Regions from separate parts of the Mus musculus genome. Here region 1 is linked to region 2. The links are chromatin contacts, called in public HiChIP or PLAC-seq maps. All regions are on one chromosome and are shown on one strand. Each heading gives the region's core, a stretch centred on a gene start, on an enhancer-like site or on the middle of the called end of the contact. The rest is flanking DNA. Distances are from core to core; before and after follow the strand shown.

What was found. HiChIP or PLAC-seq counts read pairs in DNA pulled down with a chosen protein or histone mark.
Region 1: a contact with region 2 is called in an H3K27ac HiChIP or PLAC-seq map of large pre-B cells, with 4 times the contacts expected there. The contact joins two enhancer-like sites. A contact is called at or near these places in 1 of 39 promoter capture datasets (pre-B cells) and 1 of 115 datasets of contacts at active chromatin or transcription factors (large pre-B cells).

Annotation. Positions count from the first base shown.
Region 1 is chr11:22,848,632-22,854,643 of GRCm38.p6, forward strand. The region is part of intron 1 of B3gnt2 (UDP-GlcNAc:betaGal beta-1,3-N-acetylglucosaminyltransferase 2); the gene reads right to left. Among named protein-coding and RNA genes, the nearest start is that of B3gnt2, 8.1 kb to the right of the region's middle. Within about 2 kb of position 2,925, at least 93 of the 459 cell types and tissues checked have an H3K27ac peak or open chromatin away from gene starts, as enhancers often do.
Region 2 is chr11:20,461,385-20,466,796 of GRCm38.p6, forward strand. No RefSeq gene overlaps it. Among named protein-coding and RNA genes, the nearest start is that of Gm39607, 5.4 kb to the right of the region's middle. Within about 2 kb of position 3,392, at least 73 of the 459 cell types and tissues checked have an H3K27ac peak or open chromatin away from gene starts, as enhancers often do.

The sequences.
Region 1 (6,012 bases), core at 1,675-4,174, 2.4 Mb after region 2:
TTTCAGGCTGGGTCTTCAACCAGGGGTCGTGAATTTCCTACACAGGGGCAATTTCCTCAAGGGCAACCCTGAGGTCCTGGTCCTCATGACTTACCTCCCAAGTGTGCTGAGGTAGCAAGCAGGTGCAGCCAACCACGCCCAGCTTTTAGGGAAGCTTCCGCTTTCTGATCAAGTCTCTAACAGTGCTTGCGACAATCATCCTTGGATAGATTCATACATGAGCCACCATTTCTCCTCTAGTCCTTGGCTGGCTACTTGCCAGTTCTTTTACGGTGAGTTTTGTCAAAAACCTTTTCTCCTTAATACCCCACTTGCTAATACTAGGACAACATTACCCAGTACCATCCTCAAGACAGTGGAGCTACCTGAGAACACTCTCAGGAAACAGTCACAACTAAGTAGGTCTATAAACAAACACAGGCCCAAGGGATGGGGAAAGGGAGGAAGAAGGCAATTAAAAATTAATAAAAATGCACAAACATAGATTACAGTACTGGACTAGAAACAGAATCCCATTATATAAAGGGTGTAATTGCTTCTGGAAATAAGCAGGCCACTGATCTTGGCTTGGTAATCTTGGTGTAAAGGTAGGCTGGGGGCTGGGTACCCATTTCTATAGATTCATACAGTAAAAGCCAGTTAAAACAGTTAGAAGACAAACTTTAAGTAACTATTAGAATGATCATGACCATAGTGTGCTCCAAGGGCTCTGATGTCCTCTTTAACCCCTAGGAGCAAATGTGTATGTATGTACGTACACACACACACACACACACACACACACACACACTTACTTAAAAGTAAATCTTCTAAAAAATTTCAATTAAGGGATAGAGAGATGGTTCAGTGGTTAAGAACACTGGCTGTTCTTCTAAGAACCCAAGTTCAGTTCCCAGCATCTCATGAGAGGCTTAGCTACATTGTATGTACCTTCAGCTCCAGGCCTTCTGGCCTCAATGGGCACACACATATGTGGCACGCACACACACAAAGTAAAAAATTTAAAAATAAAAATTTTAAATCACCTATGTAAAGTTAGACCTGGTGTCATAGTCCTATAATCCCATCACTTGGGGAGTCAGGAGAATCACAAGTATGTATGAAGACATCTGGACTACCCAACAAGACCGCCTTAAAGCAAACACACAAACAACACAAACCTAAGCTATTCTCAGCACATACTCTATGGGCAAACTCTGTCTTTCTCAATTCTAACTAACTATATTTGGTAATTCCTATGCTCTATGAAATAAAGTTCGAGAGTATCTCAAACACCGTGTTTATTTTAAGTAACCTAATAAATTGCTTTGGGAAGTTTCAACTTCTCCGCTGTTAGGACAGAGGCTTCCAGTAACAAATTTTCCCAAAAGAGAACACGTCCTTGATTACTGTGAAGAAGACACCAAGGGAAATAAGAGACCACAGCCTGAGACTCCACAACTCCTAGACTTACTGTATTACAGTCTCTTAAAGGACAGCTACCTGACTCTTCTACAAACAGGCGTGAGAACTGGGAATGTGACCCAGCTAGATGAGTGCTTGCCTAGGCTGCCAGAAGCCCTGGATTTGATCCTTAGCACCACACATGCTTATGGTCGCATTAGGAGTAGAAACTGGAAGAACAGAAGTTCTTCACTACACAGTAGATCCAAGGTCAGTGTGGGTCAAACAAAGCCCTGGGCACGGAAACCACAGCAGAGCCTGGTGGTGCAATGCAGTAGCAGAGCACATGCCTAGAATATCCAGAACTTGGGCTCCACACTTAGCAAGGCAAAACAGACAAAGATAACGGAACTCATTACTTGGTGTGTTAATTTTAGCCCAGATTTTCTTTAGGTAGAAAATTGTAAATAACAAATGGCACTCCTACATCCTCATTGTGCTCCTTCCAGCTGTAGGTCTAATCAAGGGCCCACAGAATGCATAAGCCAGGAAAATGGTTACCAAGTCTCCTCCCTCACTTTAGGGAGAAACTGGCCCCTAAGGCCAGAAACTTGGCTGAGGTTCTGACTTCTGAGAGAAGCAGGAGGCAGCAAGAAGCAGTATGGAGTAGAGGCATGGAGGGAAGACAGTCATCCCATCGAGCACTCTCAGGGACTTGACCCCCCTCCATCCAGAAGTGCTACTGTCAATGCCTTTGACGGGTCTCTTGCTTCTTAGTTCTACCCCATCCATGAAGGGCCAGGCTCAGTCCCTGCTCTCTGTGGGAACTGTACAATCACCTCCTGATTCTTAGTGCCCCACACAGAGCAGCCCACCCCTCTAAAAGAAGAGAAGATCTAGTCCCCTCAATGTACCTCTCCTCCCAGGTCTGTTTGCCAAACAGAATGGCTCCAGGAAAGCTGAGACTGGCTCTGAGCCCAGAGAGAGGCAGACTACATGCCACACCTCAAGAGCCCTAAAAGATGGATGCCCCCCTAGCACCCCACCAATAAGAACCAAGTATCACTCTTCCCATGCATCCAGTCGCCTCTGCCCTATGGTAAGAGTCCATCCATCCATCTCCTCCCAGACTATTCCTAGGACATCTGGCTCTGGGGTGACACAAACAAGCCACCCTTTCCCTCAGGCCTCACTTCCAATTCCTCTCTACCCTCTTGGATGTTGTTTAGACTTCAATTTACTGAACAGTATCTGCGGACTGTCTTGGCTACAATTTTAAAATATTTGCACATAGATTTAAAACACATTTACCTTCAAAATAGTAATGTATCTTTCTCTGGCCACTCACCAAGAAAAATTAGTATTCATTCAATATATGGGCACACTGAGGAACTGACTGGAAACCCAGTCTCTTTGAATAAGTAATTCCCATCACCTCAGTACTAAATCCCAGCATGTACTACTATTATAGGAACTAGGGCTGCAGCAATCCACCCTCTAGGGCTGAAGGGATTTATCTGCCTCACCCTACCCAGGACACTTCCCTCTCCCCTCGGCTTAGAGCCTGCAGCAGACAGGATATGGGTAGGGTGGGGCAAGAACAGGATTGCCCGAGGCTTCAACACATTACCGGATTTGAAAATTTCCATTATAAAGAGTTTTTTTTTTTTTCCTTTTTAACAGAAGACCCAACAGAACCTTGAGAACAAAAACTCAAAAGAAAACACTCGGTTAAAAATAGGAGTATATTTTTAGTTAAAAATAGGAGATATTTTAAGTTCATTTGAAGAGAGGTAATTCCTTATGTGGCAAAGAATAGTAAAATGGTTGCCTCTCATTTAAACAAGCAAAGCAAACAAGGTACAACTGGTACCTATCAAGGCCTCAGAAAGATGCCTCTGAAACATGGCTGGGCACTCAGCTTGTGCTACAGAGCCTGCCACACTAGCACAGTGAAGGGCTAGAGTCACATTGTATCTTTAACTTGTGTTACTTTTATTGTATCATTTTCTATTGTTTGGGGTTTTTTTTTTTCTGTTTTTTCTAAATATTTCCCATCTTTGGTTGAATTTTCCACTACAGAGCTCCAAGATTAAGAGGGAAGCATCTGTTTATAAACTCACTTTGATCTTTTTTTGTATTAGACAAATAACTCAAATAATTCGATTTTTAAATGTCACTGGGCTTCCCTTGACAATCTAAGGCCAGACCTAAAGCAGACCTAAAGGATTCATTTAAGGGCACAGGCACTTAAAAGCCAGGGATGGACAAGACAGACGTCTGTCGGTCTGTCTGTCTGTCTGTCTCTCTCTCTCTCTCTCTCTCTCTCTCTCACACACACACACACACACACATGTAGTGCATTCCAAAGAGCAATTTCTTAAAATCCTCAACATGAACTCTTAAGTGTGGAGTTCACGGGTCACAGAATCTTCCTAAAATGTCAGGACCTTCACAGAACAGACTTGGAGCATGCGTTCAACCCATGTGTGAATGTGGTCTCAGAGAGCCTGAAGACAGTCTCAAGCAGACCAGGCTGGACTAAAACTCAGAGATCTTCTTGCCTCTGTTGCTCAGAGCTGGGATGAAAGTTATACTCACCAGCCAACCCTAAGGTTTTATTTGGTTGTTTTTCCCTCCCAAGAAGGGCAGGAAATACTGCCCTTAACCAGTTGCCATAGTTACCAAGATGCTCGTCATCAGCCCCAGAGTCAAAAACCACCATCAATAAAATCTCTACTGGCCTGGTTGGCCATGCTACCCACCCCAAGGCTACTGCCCTAGAGTCCCACTCCAGTAACAGCAGACACAGGCCCCTAGGGCCAGGGTCAAGCAGTGGCCTCAATTTCTGCCCTCTCTGGTGGTCACAGACATGCTCTCCTTGCTGGTGCTGCTAGCCCTACGCTGACCTTCCCAAACAACCCCCTTCCCAGCTAGACTGTCATAGTTCTTGCATTCTACTTACTTACAGCCCAACACAGCTTACCATGATTTCAGCACCACTCTCCTCCTCTTTCTCCTGACTGGCAGCTTTGGATCCTAGGCAGAGTCCTCAAGATGGGGACAAATGGCAGTCCCTTAGGTAGAGCTGGGCCAACTCTGCTGCTGGGCTTTCCCTTAGCAGACACTCTGGTCCCTGGGTCTCTCTTAGACACCACCCCAAACTCTACCCAGTCAGATCTGCCTGAGGTTCACACTTCCCCACGTCTGCCTTTATGTTTCCAAATGCCACCCCCTCACAGAGTCGGTTTTTTCCCACCTCTAGAATCTGTCAAATGAAACGTACACTTTAACCCTGGACCACTCCCGGGACCCTCAACTTTCCCTTTCTAAAACCAATGAGGTACTCGGACAAATACCAACATGCCTAAAACAGACAGAGGCTGGGGAACAAGCTAACACTGATGGCCAGGGACAGCAAGGCAGCACCAGCACCCCTAAGGGGAGTGGTAGGCACAAGAGCCAAAGGGCAGGATGGTAATGGGAGGGAGAGAAGAACAGAGGTAGATATTCTAGTAGACCCCAGAACTGTCAATACATTTCAACAGAAACAGGAGGAGTCAGCCCAGAGAAGTGACCTCCAGATATTTCCATTTTTAAAGGATCCCTCCAGCTTGTGAGACCACATATGCAGAATAACAGGAAGCAGGCAGTCTGCAGATCACAAACTACACCAGCCTCCCAGTGTGCCTCCTCTCCACCTCATGCTCATTTCTTCAACAACTGCAAAATCATTCAATGGCTCTCTACTACCTCCTGTCTCTACATGGTCACTAAGGTTGGTCACCTCCCCTGTTCTCCAAAGCTGGGGTGTGGAGAGGGTATTCCTCTGACCTTGCATGCTTGAGCCTCTTGCTGTGTCCTCGGCCCTCCAACTGCTTTCTCCTTTTGAAGCATTTTTCATTCATCATTGTGAGGTGAAGTCTCAATGCCACTTCCTCAGGAAGCCTTTCTTGTCTGCTCCCAACATATGCTGTAACCGTGTGTGGAAACACTCCAGACCCAATAGGACAAAGGGGACCCAGACCATAGCAATCTGCCTGCAAACACAGCTGCCACAAGCAGCCATCACTTCTCAAACAATGTGCCAGCTTCTATGTGGACAGTCTCAGGCCTAGGCTTTCAAAGACTTGCTATCTATCATTTGCTAGCACCCTCTAAGGCAGATCCACAAGTGTCAATGTCACCTAATGCAGCAACAATATGCTTTTCCTGGTTATTCCAGAAGTGCTGGAAAATGCAGAGGTGAGCCCTTCGAAGGGGACAAATGAAGTCAGTGACAGGAGGTTATCCTTAACTTGCCGTGCAACCAAAGGCATTTCCCTTTAAGATATCTTGAATACTGTTTCTAAGTAAATGTAAATAAAAAGATCCTTTTAGGAGAAAATAAAAAACAAAGCAAAAGAGTGAAGTATCAATCATCCAAGATGCAGTTAAGAATGAGACATGTGCTAGGCAGTGGTGGCGGGAGGCAGAGGCAGGCGGATTTCTGGGTTCCAGGCCAGTCCGGTCTACAGAGTGAGTTCCAGGACAGTCAGGGCTACACAGAGAAACCCTGTCTCAGACAAAACAAAACAAAACAAAACCAAGAATGAGACATGTCCATTAACACATGAGGGTGGTTTAACC
Region 2 (5,412 bases), core at 2,142-4,641:
CCACCACCTGGTTTAGATCTTGTTTATTTTTTGGTGCTAGGGGTTGTACCCATGGCTTCAGATATGCTAGGCACACATTCCCCATGAAGTTTCACCCTCAGAGCCTGGAGCTTCACCCCAAAGGAAGCTGCACAGCAGTACATTATGGGTAAAACTTATGAACACACAAAGGACTGTTCCTTTATCCATATTGCCTGTCATGTGGAGGGAGGATACTTTTTTTAAAGCTCTAAAAACTAGACATGGTGCCTTGTGTCTGTAATCCTACCACTAAGGAGGTAGAGGCAGGAGGATCAGGAGTTCAAGGACAGCCTGGGCTGTCTCAAAAAAAAAAAAAAAGGTTCTAAGATTAAAGAATAAAAGAGTTCTGTGTGAGGATTGGCTCAGTGGCGCAATCCTCCTCATTCTTTGCTAGATCTTGAAGAAAAAGATAAAAAGGATATATGACAGCTTTTTAAGAATAATAGAAAGAAAAGAAAAACCTTCCTTCTGAATATGAGTAGAACATTCTCTACACAAAGGAATTTGGGCAAAAAATAGAAAGAAGGGGTCAAAGGTCACCTATCACTTATCTCCCTGAAGGGGAGATTGTCACATTTCCTGTACATGCAGATATATGTTTTGGGGGAGAGGCAGGGGTTCAAGACAGAGTTTATCTGAGTAACCCTGGCTATCCTGAAACTTACTCTGTAGGCCAGGCTGGTCTCAACTCAGGGAACTAGAGGCATGTGCCACCATACCTGGCTCAGATCAATGTTTTTACATGAGGTGGAGTTGTTAGAACGAGGGCTGGGGGCATCTCAGGAGAGCGATGCTTGCCTCGTGGATACAACACTGGAGAAAGTTTTACCATGAGCCTTCTTCCTGCCCCTTTTTCTGCAGGTAACCCTCAGCTGGCCTGGCCTGGTTGGTTGCCCTTTGTCCCAAGAGAGGAAAGGTTACTAGTTGGCTAGGTAACTTAGTGTTAATTGTTAACCTGACAGAATCTGGAACCACTGGGGAGCTGGGCCTCTAAGCATTCTAGGAAGTTCTTGTGATTGTACTAATTAGTGTGGGAAGCTCTGAGTTAATTTTGGGTGGGACCTGGGCTGTATAAGTAGAAAAAGAGAAAATCAGTAATAAGTTTCCAGAACAATGGACAGTCTGCAATGGCAAAGGGGTCAGAGTCTGTGTTTCAAGTTGTGTAGAATAAAGCTTTAGTTACAAATGAGAAAGAGAGCTGAGCATGTGTGTGCCCCTTTGTGTCCCCTGCCTGGTGACAGATGTGACATGATTAGTTCCCTCAGGATCCTGTACACACACCTCCCTGCTATGAGGGAGGGTCTAACCTGGAACTGTGAGCCAAAGCCATCCCTTAAAACAGGAGACGAGAATGATGAACACCTACGATCTACTAGCGTTCTCCTTTAAATGCAGTCCAGAACTCATGTCCAGGAATGGTGCCGCTCACTTTTAGAATGAGCTGTTCTTCAGGAGGGCCAAGAGCCACCTTCAAATGTCTGCTCTATCTCAGGCTTTAGATGCAGTGACCCTGCTCTGGGAAGAAATTACTGGGCTGGGGCTGTAACTGTGTGCTGAAGTGCTTAAGCACGTAGGAGTCTGGGTGTTCACTCCCCAGTATTGTAAATATGGGGAGGAGGAGGGAGGGAGAAAAAGAAGAGAGGAGGGGAGAGGAGAGGCTCCTGTCCCTTCATTCCAGAACCCACCACTCTATGCGTTCCTGGTGCTGTCTGTTTTAGAGATCAGGTCAGGATGGTGGCAATCATGTTTGATCTATCTCCAATTGAACACGGTTGAGATTCTCCTGGGGTTAGAGTTCTGTCCCCCTTGTGGAATTCACTGGGTGTGACAGTGGTTCTACTCCATCCCTTCATGCTGAGTGCCCTTTGTGGGTCCCCACCAAGCCACTTGCCTCTTGGGATCACGAGCCCAATTCCCCCAGTGCCTCCTCCCACCTCCCGTTTCCCGTGCTTGCGTCCTCCTCTTCTGTTGCCCTTGCCCTGCACCTGGCCCACAATCATGCTCTTTTGATGGAAATCTTAAACCTGAGTCACTGAAGCACTGCTTTAGGAGCTGGGCCTTTGCACTAAGAGCCAGCCCCACCCCGCCAGCCCCGCCCACCAGCCCCGCCCACCAGCCCCACCCACCAGCCAGTCCTTTGAAAGTACCACGCTCAGCCTCAGGTCAAGTCAGATACCTGCAGCTCCTAAGAGTCTCTGAACCAGAGCTGCCAAACTGGGTTCCGGAATCAGTCACACACAGAAACTGTATGTAACACAGGCCACTCCTAAAAGGCACCGTGGTGTACAACCCAGCTACGTAGGAGCCTGAGGCAAGAGGATTGTTTGAGTCCAGGAGTTCGAAGCCAGCCTAAACAACAGAACAGCATCCCAGCTCACTGAGTGGCTTAATTTAGGGCTAATTACACAGCAGAGAGGAGTAAACGCTTGCTTGTTACTGTTCTTTCTTGGGTCAGTATCCCAGGAGAAACAGTCCAGAAAAGGAGATGCCCCATGTGTTCCGTGGAGAACAGAACTAACAAAAGCGACACTCTGCCTCACCGCGGGCCTAGAACCGTGTGAGCCAGCCACAGTCATGAGGTTTCATGCCAGTGTGAAGTGTGTTTTAGCTTTAGAGAGGAAGGGCTCAGAAGGGATCCCTGGACCCACGGATGCTCACACAAGGACTCGGTGACAAAGCACCAATGTGAATTACTGGGATCATGACCCAACAGTCCCTGTGCCTGGAGTCCGCTGAGTACTATGTTCTTGAGTAGCTGCTTGTCTCCTTGCTGTGGCAAAACACCTACCAGATGCAGCGTAAGGGCGGGAGGGTTAACTTTGGCCACAGTTCCTGGGGAGACCATCTACCTAGCGAGGATGGTCAGGCAGTAGGAGACTTCTGGGCCTCATCACGTCCACAGTCAGGAAGGAGAGCAATGGATGCCTTTGCTTAGCTTGCTGTCTCCTTCTTATGCAATCCAGGACCCCAGCCCACATGAGGGTACGTGTTCTCACCTAAACTTACCTAGGAAATCCTTCACAAAAATGTCTAGATGTTGTCCAAGATGTCTTCAATTCTGTCAAGTTGGCAGTCAATACGAACCACCACAGGCCCTTGAAGCAGCTTGAGGTAGAGTCCTTGCCTGGCAGGCCTTAACCAGTCTGCGAATAACCCTGCCCTTCCCATGAGGACAAGCAGAAGTAGTACCTGCTGCGCGGCCTATCCTGGGAGCTGACCAGGACAGCGAGGCACAAGACAGAACGTTTCTTCAGCTAATGGCAGCTCCCGTTCAAGATGTCCTCACCCCTCCCCTCTCTACCCCTGAGGTTCTGGGAAGTCAGCCCTCTTCTCAGTCTCTAGGCTTTCCTGGTTCTCACTGAGGCGGAGCGAACCAGACACAGGTGGCCACGGGGTAGCAGAGAAAGAGGAAGCAGCCAGACCCATACAGGCTTCTCAGCCAAGGCCTGGAAGCCCTCTCAAGGCCAGCCTGGGAGACATGGGCTGCCTGGGGTGGGGGTGGGGGTGGAGGGTCTACCTACAGGCTCCTTTGGGGGAGGCTCTACCTACAGGCTCCTTTGGGGGGAGGGTCTACCTACAGGCTCCTTTGGGGGAGGCTCTACCTGCAGGCGCCTCTCAGTGGCCAGCCTCCACTACGGCCCTCCACTGCAGGAAGTTTGCTGCAAAGCACAGATTGTTTGCACACTGCTGACCACTTTGTTCCATTTTGCTGTCTTCCTCTCTTTTGGTTTATTCCTTTCTCTGTTGGGTTTGTCACTTAAAGTCAAGGACGTCGGCCTCCCCATACCCACGAAGTGACAATTTCCATTTCCCACCCTCCGCCAGAAGCAACGCCCTTGGGTTGGATGTTACTAGGGCTCCGAAGAGACCCATAGATCATGAAGGAAACAAACCAGCCCAGGTGCTTTTGTTTCTGTGTTGCTGCCGCCTGTTTTTCACAAGTCTCTCATAAGTTGTAGATAAGGATGCCTTTTACTTTAAACATTAAAATCAACTTCCAAGTCCCAAAGAACATCGCACAGCTCCATGCACTGCCCAGAGGGTGAATAAAGAAACCCACGATGAACAGGTTAATTCTGCACTTCTTGGGCATTCCCATGCCAGGCTGGGTGTGGCGCTGCACGCCTTCAACCTAAGCACTGAGAGCCACAGAACAGGTGGAGCTCTGTAAGTTCGAGGCCAGTCTGGTCTCTATAGTGAGTACCGGGCTGCCTAGTAAGACCCTGTCTTGAGAGGGGGGGGTGGCAAAGAGGAAGGAAAGAAGAGGGGGGGAGGGAAAGGAGGAAAGGGGAGGAAGAGAGAGAGAGAGAGAGAGAGAGAGAGAGAGAGAGAGAGAGAGAGAGAATATCCATGCCTCTCTAGGAGGGAAATCTCTGTTTCCTGGCTCCATGCATCCCTGCTTGAGTATGCAGCAACAAGGCAATTACTGAGATGTGTGTGTGTGTGTGTGTGTGTGTGTGAGAGAGAGAGAGAGAGAGAGAGAGAGAGAGAGAGAGCTCCTGCAGAGCAGTTCCCATGATGATTTTTCCATTGATGCTACCATTCAAGGAAGGACACCTTGACTTTCCTTAGGAGCCTGTTGCTTCCCAATGATGGTCAGCTGTTCCCATGATCCACAGGACAGCCATCATAAGGACATGCATGCCATGGCATATAAAATGCAGCCTGAGGCTGTGCCTTCCTCCTTGGCACAAGGGTGGTCACTGCTTTGGTGACTGTCTTCCTGCCAAGTGCCTTCAGCTACTTCCTTCCACCTACTTGTGCTTCTTTCTCCTTTCTGTCTCATGCCAGCTCCCTCGGTGGAAAGGCTGAGTGTCCTTAAAGGATCCTTCCTCAGCCCCTGACACCCAGGAACCTACTCAGCTTAAAAACAGCAAGCAGCCTTCCCCAGCATGCTGCCTCCACACTGAGAACTGGGGGCTTCCAACCAGGGTGCCTCCCCTTAACCCACACATCCTCAGGTGACTGGAGTCTGAGAGGAGTGAAAGGTTCTCTCTAGCATGGTCGGCAGAGGCTAGGAGCTTACTGACATCGCCGACTGTACAGAAATGCCATCAGAACGGCATGCAGGAAGAACCAATTGCAGGGTGCTCTGGGGGCTTCTTCCCGTCTGTCCACCCTGTACACCAAGAGGTAGAGGTGTAGCTGTAGGCAATGATGATTTAGATGAAGACATCAGCTGAGTGCCCTGGAAAGGGGACCAGAAACTGGAGACCAACTGAGCACATAGAGAGACCCTGTATAAAACTAAACACGTCCCACTTGCAGTAGTACACACTTGTAATCCCAGCGCTGGGAGCTCCAGGCAAGAGGACCGAGAGATCAAGGCCAGTCTTACCCACAGTGGGGATTTGAATGAGAAGGGCCCTAACAGGTTTGTGAATCTGTAGC